2 separate regions of the Lactuca sativa genome follow, and region 2 is linked to region 1. A link is a contact called in public Hi-C data. All regions are on one chromosome and are shown on one strand. Each heading gives the region's core, a stretch centred on a gene start, on an enhancer-like site or on the middle of the called end of the contact. The rest is flanking DNA. Distances are from core to core; before and after follow the strand shown. Region 1 holds the start of LOC111910011. Region 2 holds the start of LOC111911968 (zinc finger CCCH domain-containing protein 53).

Evidence for each region. A called contact is a pair of places that touch in the nucleus more often than the background predicts.
Region 2: a Hi-C map of seed shows a contact between it and region 1, with 6 times the contacts expected there. The contact joins the promoter of LOC111911968 here to the promoter of LOC111910011 in region 1. A contact is called at or near these places in 2 of 4 Hi-C or Micro-C datasets (leaf and seed).

What each region holds. Positions count from the first base shown.
Region 1 is chr1:144,678,351-144,684,411 of Lsat_Salinas_v11, forward strand. It overlaps LOC111910011, which reads left to right and starts at 2,969. Exons shown (of 1, transcript XM_023905809.1): 1 at 2,969-3,460. The coding sequence starts at 2,969. The coding sequence ends at 3,460. It overlaps LOC111910019 (small nucleolar RNA R71), which reads right to left and starts at 2,016; the gene lies at 1,910-2,016. LOC128127980 reads left to right here and starts at 5,947. Exons shown (of 1, transcript XM_052766734.1): 1 at 5,947-6,061. The coding sequence starts at 5,947.
Region 2 is chr1:145,017,551-145,024,120 of Lsat_Salinas_v11, forward strand. It overlaps LOC111911968 (zinc finger CCCH domain-containing protein 53), which reads right to left and starts at 3,951. Exons shown (of 9, transcript XM_023907735.3): 1 at 3,600-3,951; 2 at 1,914-3,039; 3 at 1,647-1,832; 4 at 1,302-1,570; 5 at 955-1,218; 6 at 678-852; 7 at 366-590. The coding sequence starts at 2,899.

The sequences.
Region 1 (6,061 bases), core at 1,719-4,218:
AATCCCTTAAAGAATCAAAGCTACTAGGTTAATCATTCCACTTAGCTTTAGGATTTAAGTATGTTTAGCTTAGTTAAATCTGTTTTGGTGTTTGTTTTTACTGCAACTATGAACTAAATAGGTTTTTGTTTTTGGTTTGGGAATACCAAGTAACTCCTATGGTTTAATTCTTAGTTTTTGATTGATTGTTTATTGGTGATTTATTAAATTAAGTTTGTTAAAGAACCTTATGCATTAATCACAACTATTTTCTGTTAATTGGAAGATAATTAAGCTGCATGAACATCTCTTAATTGTTAACCTCATATGTCTATGTGAACACTTAATCATATGCTTAGGAATAATGAATATGAAACTAAGATTAACAAGATAATGGGTAGATTAATGTGTGAGCTTGTTTGAGAAACCAACAAACAAGAGGTTAAGTGAACCACCAATTTGATTAACCACTACAAATCTTATTTCATCCAAATCATTAATCTAGGGTATTAATTAGTTTAAACACTTGATCACCACTTGAATTAATTAATTGTCTAAGGGTTAGGAGTAATTAACATGAACCTAACCACTATAGTTGGTAGCCAATAGCAATTAATCTATCATAAATTCAAAATAACTATAGGAGTGAATTGGTTGAACCTAAAACGGAAACATCTTTATCAAATTTAGTGAATTAGTTGTTTTCTTTAGTTACTTAGTTAATTATGTGTTTTTGTGGTGTGTTTAAGTTTCTAGTCTTGCAAAACTAGAGAAAAAACCTTTTACTTTTATTATTTGTTTAGTTAAAATTAGTCATTAGTTTAATTTTCCGTTCCCTAAGTTCGACACCCTACTTATCCAACTATACCACTAAAAGACTGGTTCACTGCCTTTGTGTGCTAAATTTATTAATAAAAAGTAGGAATAAAACAAATGCATTCAACACACATCAAGTTTTTGGCGCCGTTGCCAGGGAACGGTTCTAAATATTTAATCTAATCCCTAATTTTTTCGATCCTTTGTGTGAGTTTACTGGCACAAAGTTAATTTATTGCAATTTAGTAGTTAGTAATTAGGTTTTAGCATCTGTTTTAGTTTTAATATTCAGTTTAGAATTTCCTCAAAATTACACTGATACTCGCCGAGTGCAGTCGCACCTACTCGGCGAGTACAAGTGAATTTTACATTTAATTTTTGTTTTTTTTGTTGCATTTTTTTTGTTCTTTTTACTTTTTTATCTTGTTTATTTCAGGACTTTCATGACCAGAGGATCAAACACCCCGCTGGTACCCCCGTTTGAAGATCCCGAATCCGCATTGAAAAGGAACAAAGGAAAGGACGTGGAGAGCTCGAGTACACCTAAGAAGTCACCTTTGTCTAACTTGAAGACTGTTTTTGGGAAGAAAAAGAGTAGCAAATCAGGAGCATCCAGCGCCTCTTTAGTAATCGACAAACCAGTTAAGGAAGATATCGAGTACGAGACCGAGGAAGAAGAGGAGCCTACATACAAGCACGAATCCGATTTCGAGGAAGAATTAGCTATCACTATGGCTAACATTAATGAAATCCCCATGGGGGAATGGAAGAAGAGGATGCGCGACGACACTGGCCCGGGACTTGTGCAACCCGCAATTCCCGCGACTGCTACTTTCGAGCTCAAGGGTCATATCCTAGCTTTACTTAAAGAAATACCTTTCTATGGAAAAGACCACGAAGATGCCTACAAGCATTTGGATGAAGTCAAAGATGTGGCTGATTACTTCAATGTTCCAAATGTGCCTCGTGAGACTCAGCTACTTCGCATGCTTCCAGTGACATTCAAAGGTGCTGCAAAAGACTGGCTCAAAGCACTCCCCCCAGATAAGTCACCACATGGGCCAAGATGAAGGAAGAATTCATTGATCACTTTTGCCCACCTCCCAAGATAGCCAAGTTGAAGAAGGCCATTGCTAACTTTGAACAACAAGCTGGAGAGTCGCTATATGAAGCTTGGGAGAGGTATAAAAGTTTGCTAAGAAATTGCCTACACCATGACCTCAATAGCCAGCAAGAAGTCTCCATCTTCTATGATGGAGTCAATGTCACAACCAGGCAGTTACTAGACTCGCAAGGCCCGCTTACAAAGAAGCCGCCCCCGGTGATCAAGGAATTGATTGATGAATTCTCTAAACACTCTAGAGAATACCACAACCCTAGACATGATGTTACTAGGGGAGCCACATATGCAGCTACTAAAGACTTATCTGCGGTCATGGCTATGCTAAAAACCATGGATAGGAGGATGGAAAAAATGGACCAAACGATCCATGCTATTCGGGTGGGTTGTGAAAACTGCAATGGGCCTCACCTTACTAGAGACTATGACTTGGATGAAAACGGCAATAAGAAGGTGCAAGTTTGTTACTCAAGTGGAGACCGATATGATGAAGACTGGCACAAACAAAAGAAAGAGTGGCTCCCTTATGAAGAGTACAAGAAGTCCAAGGAGGAAAAGTTTAGGCAAAAAGGGAGAGGTTTCTACCAAAAGGAGGAGCCGGTACAAGAAAGAAAGCCAAGCTTGGAAGAAATGCTCACCAAATTTGTAGCTGCTTCAGAAAAAAGACATAGTGATCATGATGCTGCCATTCAAGAAACAAGGACCATGCTAAGGAACCAGCAAGCATCTATCCACAATATAGAAACGCAGCTTGGGCAACTTGCTCAAAAAATCAACCAAAGGTCACCGGGCGAACTTCCTAGAAAAACTGAAAATAACCCACGAGGCGCGCACATAAACATAGTCACAACAAGAAGTGGGAAAATAATCACTCCCCTGGCACCTATTCAGATTGAAGCATCCAAGGAATCATAGAAGGAGGAGGCAGAAAATCAAGCAGTAAAGCAAAATCTTCAATCTGACAGCTCTACTCACCGAGTACCACTTATGGACTCGGCGAGTACACCACCAAATCCGAAAGATCAGATCCCTAAAAAGTTGTACCAGCCTCCAATGCCATACCCAGCCCGAGCTAAGAAGGAGAAGCAGGAAGAGGAGTATCAGAAGTTTCTAGATCATATCAAGGCTCTTCAAATCAACATACCCTTCATTGAAGCCGTCATGCAAATGCCCAAATATGAAAATTTCCTTAAGGAACTCCTCACTAATAGAAAGAAGATGGAAGAAGTAAAGAAGGTAGTCCTTAATGAAAACTACTCAGCTGCTATACTGAATAAGCTACCAAAGAAGAAGGGTGACCCGGGGAGTTTGATTTTACCTTGCCAATTTGGCAACTTGGCTACCATTCATGCCTTAGCCGATTCGGGAGCAAGTGTGAACCTAATGCCATATTCATTCTTCAAGAAGCTGGATCTCCCGGAACCAAGGCCAATTCGCATGGCAATTCACTTGGCAAACAAGACGGTCACTTTCCCAAGAGGCATATGCGAAGACTTACTAGTCAAGGTGGACAAATTCGTCTTCCCGCTGATTTCATCATTCTAGACATTAAGGCGGATCCACAAGTTCCAATCATCCTTGGAAGACCCTTTCTCAACACGGAAAGTGCTATAGTAGATATGAGGGACTCGAAGCTCACCTTGCGGGTAGGAGAAGATTCAGTCATGTTTGGGGTAGATCAAGCTATGAAGTATGTAAGGAACAGTGACGAAACGACATTATCAATTGATATGCTTAATGAATTATTGGAGGAATGCATAAGCGAAGATTCCAGTAAGTTCACAGCTTATGATGAAGAATTTGATCCAGAAAAAGACTTAATGGAGATTGAAAGGCTGCTGGAAGAAGCTGAGTTTGAAGAATTGGTGAAGCAAGCTGACAGCTCTACTCACCGAGTAGGGCCGATATACTCGCCGAGTTCCTCCTTAGAAAAGGCAGAATTCGTGAATGCAGCCACAAACTCGCCGAGTACCCTACCTGCACTTGGCGAGTCCAACAGTCAGAACCAAAAATCTCAGCTCAAAACTTTACCAGAACATTTGGAGTATGCTTTACTTGAAGAGGGCAATCAAAAGCCAGTAATCATAGCCTCTGACTTATCCAAATCTGAAAAGGAAGAGCTAGTGCAAGTGTTGAAGAAGCGGAAGCGGGCCATAGCATGGAGCATCACCGACATCAAGGGAATAAGCCCATCTTATTGCTCCCACAAGATCAATCTGGAAGAAGGAGCAAAGCCGGTTGTACAGCACCAAAGAAGGTTAAACCCGAATATGCAAGAAGTAGTCAAGAAGGAAGTGGTTAAACTCCTAGATGCGGGAATTATCTATTCCATTTCCGACAGTTTGTGGGTGAGTCCGGTCCAAGTGGTGCCCAAGAAAGGAAGGATGACGGTCATAACCAACGAAAAGAACGAGCTAATTCCGACACGAATGGTAACCGGTTGGAGAGTGTGCATCGATTATCGAAAGCTAAACGATGCCACTCGTAAAGACCATTTTCCCTTACTTTTTATTGATCAAATGTTAGAAAGACTATCGGGCCATAGTTACTATTGCTTTCTAGACGGATTCTCGGGTTATTTCCAAATACCCATAAACCCAATGGACCAAGAAAAGACCACATTTACTTGCCCGAGTGGGACTTTTGCTTATAGGCGCATGCCCTTTGAGCTATGCAATGCACCTGCGACTTTTCAAAGGTGTATGACAACCATATTCCACGATATGGTGGAAAAATTCATGGAAGTTTTTATGGACGACTTTTCTGTCTTTGGATCTTCTTTCCATGATTGTCTCACAAATCTTGACTTAATGCTTGCTAGATGTGAAAAAACCGATTTGGTCCTCAATTGGGAGAAATGTCACTTTATGGTTAAGGAGGGTATAGTGTTAGGCCACAAGGTTTCCAAAATGGGAATTGAAGTGGATCGGGCAAAGATTGACACCATTGCCAAACTACCCCCACCAGCTAATGTGAAGGGCATTAGAAGTTTTCTAGGACACGCGGATTTTTACCGGCGTTTCATAAAAGATTTTTCCAAAATAACTAGACCTATAACACAATTACTGTTAAAAGATGCACCATTTAATTTTACTAAATAGTGTTTAGAGGCATTTGAATTTTTAAAGGAAAAATTAACTAATGCCCCGATCATTGTTGCACCAAATTGGAGTCTACCCTTTGAGATTATGTGTGATGCTAGTGACTTTGCATTAGGAGATGTCCTTGGTCAAAGGGTCGATAAGCACTTTCGACCCATATATTATGCTAGCAAGACTCTAAATCCAGCCCAAGAAAATTACACCACCACAGAAAAAGAATTATTAGCTGTGGTGTATACTTTTGACAAGTTCTGTCCTTATTTAGTTTTATCTAAAACAATCATTTTTACTGACCACTCTGCCATCAAGTATTTATTTGCCAAACAGGATGCCAAGCCAAGACCGATACGATGGGTGCTACTTCTTCAAGAGTTTGACATAGAAATACGAGACAAAAAGGGAATGGAGAATGTAGCGGCTGACCACTTGTCAAGGCTTGAAAACCCGCAATTGCATGAAGATAGAGTTGACGATGATTTTCCGGACGAGTATATTATGGTGACCATGGGAGAAGAACCATGGTTTGCAAATATAGCTAACTACTTAGCTAGCAATTACATCCCAAAAGATCTCACAAGTCAACAAAAGAAGAAATTCTTTTCCGAGATAAAATATTACTTTTGGGATGAAGCATATCTTTTCCGAAGCTGTGCGGATGGGATTATACGAAGATGCGTGTTCGGGAATGAAAGCCGGAAAATATTAGAGCATTGTCATAGCGGGCCTACGGGTGGACATCATGGAGCACATTACACTGCAAAAAAGATATTTGACATTGGGTTCTATTGGCCTACAATTTTTAAAGATGCAGCCCAATTTGTCAAAGAGTGTGATGCTTGTCAAAGAGTGGGAAACATTTCATCTTGAAATGAAATGCCACAACATAGTATCCAAGTGTGCGAGGTCTTTGATGTGTGGGGTATCGACTTCATGGGACCATTTCCCATGTCTAAAGGCAACAAATACATATTGGTGGCGGTGGATTATGTATCCAAATGGGCGGAGGCACAAGCGTTACCAACAAATGACGGTCGGGTAGTGGTGC
Region 2 (6,570 bases), core at 2,701-5,200, 340 kb after region 1:
AAAAATAATCGTCCAATAACATTTCAGCTCGACCTTAATCCACATTGGAATTGAAACTCGGGTACGAGTTTCAATTCCAATGTGGATTAGACTCTTCGTCTGCATTGTCGGTCTAAGAGTTTCCACTGACAAAGAGTCTAATTCACATTGGAATTGAAACTCCTGAACCACCACCATTGAGTCTAGAACTGTCGGTCTAGGAGTTTCATTACCAACAAAGAGTCTTAATTCACATTGGAATTGAAACTCGGTGATGGTAATGTTGTCGGGGAGTTTTAATTCCAATATTGAATATTGGAATTAAAACTCCCGGACTAAAGTTGCACTTAATTTAGTAGAAAAACAAATTGAAACGAAACAAGTACCTCGGAAACTGAAAGTAACATGATTTCAAAGAAGCCAAGTCCAAAGTTGAAGTCGCCGGAAGCAATGGTGAGGTGATCAAGTTGTTGCCGGAAAACTTTTCCGGCGTGGAAGAAACCGCCGGAATATTCTTGCCGGAGATCTCGTCATCATTCGAGAAGACAGTTCGGTAATCTCCGGATGCTTTGGGTGATGCAAAAAGGTTATCTGGGAGATTATGCTCCAAACTGCAAAATTTCAAGATTTAGAAACAATTCTAATTCAAGTAAAAATCATTGTGTTTCTCAAAATGGTATTATTACAACTATTTATACCTTTCAGGCAAATCAATATCTTCTTCATGATGAGGGCTTGATTTTCCATTACTATTTTCATCTTTTTTATTAATCTCCAAAGATTCCTTCTCTTTCTCCAGGTTTAAATTTACCTCTAATGTCTCATCGACATTGATAGTTACAGGTGTAACCATTTTAGACATCAAACCATCCTCTGAATCAAAACAAACACAAATCGATAAAATTAGCAACAAATTATTTCTATTTTCAAAAAGCATCAAATCCGATTTTTTTTTTTTTTTAAATTTATGTTTACCGGAATCTGGACTGGAACTGCTGCGGGTATCAGAAGCAAAAACCGACGAGTGATTCAGGTAGCTTGGAGAGTAACAGGTGGGTGAAGGAATGGCGGCGCCGGTGGACAGTGCACGGTGGTGATGGTGGTGGTTCCGTTTAACATCAAGAAGTTGCAGATCCATGATTCTCCTGTTTTGAAGCTCGATTGCATGTTGCAGATCCGCCTGTTCTTCAAGCTTTTTCCGCCATAGCAGATCTTGACTGTTGTACAGCATTCTCGCTCCTGATTCAAACAAAAATTCAAAATTGAGGAACGGATTTAACGTAATTGAAGACGAAGATTCAGATTGTTGAACGAGCGTTTACCTATCTGAAGATCGAAAGGGTCGCGTGAATCAAACCCAGTTGGGGAAAACTCGCTTCGATCGATTTGTTGTTGCTGTTGCTTTCTGAACTTATCGGGAACTTTACCCTTTTCTTTGTAGGGTTTTACAAGAACCCTAGCGTCGCATACGAAATGTGGGTTTCCTTTCGCGAGTATGAGTTTCACAGTTTCTGCGTAAACAAATGTGACGAATCCGAACATTCGTTTTTGCTGATATGGGATCCGAACATCTTGAACTGGTCCATACATGCTACGAAAGAGAAGAAACAAGATTAAAGAAAGATTTTTTTAATGTGATTTAACGATGGAAATGATTGAAATCGAACCTGAAGTAATTGGAAACGTCTTCTTCCCGGAAAGTACTATCCGCCGGAAAAGTTAAGTAGATTTGCCGTGAACCGGGATTCAGCATACCCATGGAGAAATCGCTCCGGTCGAGCCTTGACCGGCCGAATTTGTTCATCTCCTCCCCCATCATTAATGCCGCGGCGGCGGCGGCGGCGGCGGCCATCCTAGAAACAGAAAGTAATGAACTTTAGTAGTAATTGAGATTCTGAAGTTTGTGATTTAATGGGTTTTTTTGTTTTTTTTACCTGGGGCTATCTGATTGGAGAGGTTGCTGCTGGAGGAGAAAGTTCATGGATTTCGGGCTGTTTGGGAAGGGGAAGTTCGGAGAAGAACCGGCGGCCGCCATGAGCAACCGTTGTTGGTGGGTGGATTTAGATCGGAGAAGCTCTTGGCACTGTTCCATGACATCGAGTTTGCTCAAGGAACCAACTGTCATGGCAGCGATATCAGCTTCGCCGCCGGCGGTGTGAGTGAACCTGCAACTAGCTCCGTTTTTACAGTAGCCTCTAGCGAAGTAAAGACAAGGTTTCCATCCGTTAGGGTCTTCACCACCTCCACCGAATAAAATATCGTTAGCAGATGAGCTCCGGCGGTGTGGACCACCACCACCGCCACCGCCTCCGCCGCCGCCGCTCCATGGTGAGTACATGTCACCGCTGCCGTTAGGGGACATCAAATCCGGGTAGAAAAAATCGGTGGGTTTAGGGCCGAGAGTGGGAGAACCATCGTTGAGAAAAGAAAGCTGGTCTTGTATTTGTAATTCATCTATCAGATCAGGCTCGCTACTTCCGCCGTAGAACGGCGGAGCTGAGGAATTCAGATGGTGGTCTTCACTGGGTTGAAAATCAGAGAAATTAGAATTCGTCCACGAAGATGACAAGCTCGGGATACTGAGAGGCGACGGGAGATTAGTAACTCCGCCATTAACAAGCCTTGAAGCAGTCGAAGAATTCCCCGAGTTTTGCCGGGAGAGACTGTGGGAAGAACTGAACGGCGACGGCGACGCCGGAGAAGAAGGTGTCGACGGCGCGTTGCTCGACGGAATGCCAAGTTCTTTACGAGCTTTCATAATCACAGAGTGAACTAACGATTCAGGCCCAAAAGCTAACCGAATCATCTCTTTTTCGCCATGATCTTGAATTAGGAGAAGACCCATGATTTTTGAAGCGTATTCAGGATCCAAATTTTGGATCCTCGTGAACACAACTCTTGTTGCTTCATATGAATCCATTTCTTGATTTTCACTCGAACTGATTTCTTGTGTTTCTGCAACAACCCACAAATCTTACAAAGATTTTTGAGTGTTAGATCAAGACAACATAGCTAAAAAAGTAGCTAGAGCTCAATTAATTGCTTCTTCTTGATGTGCTCCTGAAGAGGAAACAAAGAAAAATCCAAGAACAAAGTTAAAATCTGAACAAACTCCATGGATGCTTGCATTCTACCTTCCACTTGAAAACAAAAAAAGAAACCTAAATTTAGAAAACCCCATTAGAGAAAGCTTCCATTTTTTCTCTTAATTTGAAAAACCCAACAATAAAGCAACTTCAATTTAGCAAACCCCATCAACGAAAGCTTGCATTTTCTCTTTCAACTCAAGAAACCCACAAAAAAAAATGGTAAATTTTTTAAAACAATAAATAAATAAATAAATAAACACCCGTGAAAGTAGGTTTCTTTTCCATTTGTTCAAAGTAATTAGTAAAATTCAGCAAAAAGAAACATGTAAAACAACACTAGAAAAATAGAAAAAAAAAAAAAGTCGATCAACAAAAAAGCTAAGAAACCATTGCAAAGCTTTTTAGTTTTTTCCCCCCTCACTTTCTCTCTCTCTCTATCATCACTTTCTCTCTCTAGAACCTTTTTATTCCCTGAAATGAAAAGAAAACGCTTGTTCGAAGTAGAAAAAAGCAGGCGTTAGTTAATCTTACCCCATATCAAAAAAAAAAAGGTATACTCTTTTCTTCTTCTGTTAGAGATGACGATATCGATGATGAGTGATAAAGGTGAAGAGGTTAATGAAACTGATCATGAAACTTGAAAGGAAGCAAAGTTAAAGAAAAAAACGACTCTCTTTCTCCTGATTATTTGCTATATAAAGTGATGAAGGGTTTGCATCAAGAAGCAGAATAATCAATTTGCTTTGTAGTTGCTGCTGCTTCTGCTTCTATCAAGGAGCTTGATTACAAGAGTAATAATTATAAAGCACCTAAAGAGTACCTTTGTTATGTTGGTTTCAGTGGGTAAGTGTAAGAGAGAGAGAGAGAGAGAGAGAGAGAGAGAGAGAGAGAGAGATTTTAACCTCTCCTACTTCTCTCTCCTATTGTAGATTGATGATATAAGAGAAAGAAAGTTGTTTACTTATGGCCCCTAAAGTTAGAGTGGATGTTAGTTTCTTTCCACAAGTTATGTTTCTTTCTTTTGTGCATGATGAATCTTATGTCTAAAAGTATGAAGGAGTTGGATGTTTATATTCGCATAAGCATAGTTTATGCCATTGTTATGGATTTTGTGATTCTTGGAATGATAACAATTAACATATCAATCATTGATGGCACTTGAAAGATTAATCGAATTATGTATGGTATCAATTTGAATGATGATATTGATTTAGTTATGATGATGTTAAGTGACAATAGTATTTTGTTAAGTACGAATCTAAAAGAAATTGTGGAAGTAATAAAATAATATTTATGATGATATATACAACCTTAATATTAAAACTTTTAAAAATAAAAAAAATGATTGTGTAGAGTTAAAAAAAAATTATTACAACCACAAATTAAAAGAATAGACTTTTTTTTATTGAAAGTTTAATAATCCATGATTAAGCTTTAAATTTCAAATATTTTAAAAATAAATATAGTTAGTGTTTCACGTTTTTGAATTACTTGATTATCCATGATGCTGGTTCGACATAGTCTTGGAGGAAGTGCAAATTAATTACCTTATATCAAATTCAAACAAATATATAGTATTTAATATTATACTAAAATAGAATATATTTTTGTTTTGTATTTTTCTTATTAATATTCAACAATTATAAAATGTAACTGTTCATTAACTTATATTAATTTGTTATGGTATACAAACTCACATTAACATATTTCAAATGTATATTAGAAATTTAAATATTATATTTAACAATAGATCAATTTTTAAGCTTATTACGATAAATATTTTATAAGAAATTTTGTAACGGTAAACCTATAATATAATCCAAAAATATTATCACATTTTCATTTTATTAATATCGACCTTAAATTAAATAATTTAACTAATGGTTATCCTCTTTTTATAAAAAAAAAAAATTATTAATTTAACTAATCTATTCTCATCAATCTGGAATATTTTATAAATTCTCTTGTTTAACTAAACATTTTTTAAACAAGTAATATTTTAATACAAAATATTTTAATAAATATCGTCGATATATACTTATTATTTTAATAAATACTATCACTAAACATTACTATTTAAATAATTAAATATAATACAATACAATACTTTAATAAATAGTAACACTAGACATGTAACTAGTTTGTATTAAATTTTATTATGATTCATAATATATAATATTATAATATATCGATCCCTTCATATATATATATATATATATATATATATATATATATATATATATATATATATATATATATATATATATATATATTTGAGTGGTTAATCAAAATATACAAAAAGATATATACACCCAAATGACATTAAGTGATAATAAGTAACCAATCATATAGTAAAAGGTTATAAAATAAGTATCCATTGAAATGCTCTAAGGCTATTGTGACCGCACACCCGAGTGTATGGCCGCACACATGAGTGTGTGGTTGCACACCCATCCTCCAGCCACACACTCATCCTTATTTATATAGGGTGACTCCTTCACTCATTCCTTTCATTTGGCTGCACTCTACTTTCTCTCTCTATTTTCTCCCTCTAAGAACTTCATCCAAGAACACTCTAAGGGCCTAAAAAACGTGAAGAATTACATCATTTAGCTTGTTATACAAGTAAAATACCTAAATCTAAGCCTGAAACTCTTCATGTTCTTTGTGTTCTTCATCACTTGAAGGTGTACGGCCGCACACCTTCATAAGGTGGCCGTACACACCTCAAAAACCCTCCAAAGTGAGAGTTTTGGCTCTCTATCTCTTAGTTGGACTTGGTTTGATCCTTGAAACACTTGAAAATCGACGATTGGAGCATAAACGAAGAATGTACGGCCGCACACTCCTGTGTGCAACCGTATACACAGTCTGGCCGCACACTCCTGTGTGCAACCGCACACATAGCCTGGTCGCACACCTTGGCCGTACACACACCCTAATGACCATACACCTCCTTTGTTTGATCACATAAGGTCCCGACAAGCATTTCCAAATCTTTAGGGTGGTTTCCCGTCATGTTTTGTCATGGAATACCTAAATCTAATACATATATGTGCTATTATATGTTACTAGGATCCACTTGAGTGCGATACCTCAATTGATACTCAACACTTGTAACCGATCATCCGCTCGAATCATCCGTCAAACGGTGAGTTCATACCCCCTACATTTTCCGTGTTTTTAATGTTTTCAGGGGGGGAATACAAACAAAATTCAAAGTATTTTATTAAGTTTTAAACTTATTAATGCAGTCCTACGATTCCCACGTTTAATAACATATTCGGATATTTTATCACTTTTTGTAATATGTTGAGCATAAAGGAAACTACTATTTCGGAAATCTAACTTCATAGCTTTCAGAAAGGTTTTACAAAGCAGCTCTATATCAACTCTAATAAACTATAACGGGTATAGTTTGGTATAACCCTCTAGACATCTCTACTTAATCGGATTTCATAACTAAATATATATAAACTATGACAGATTTAGTTTATGTTAT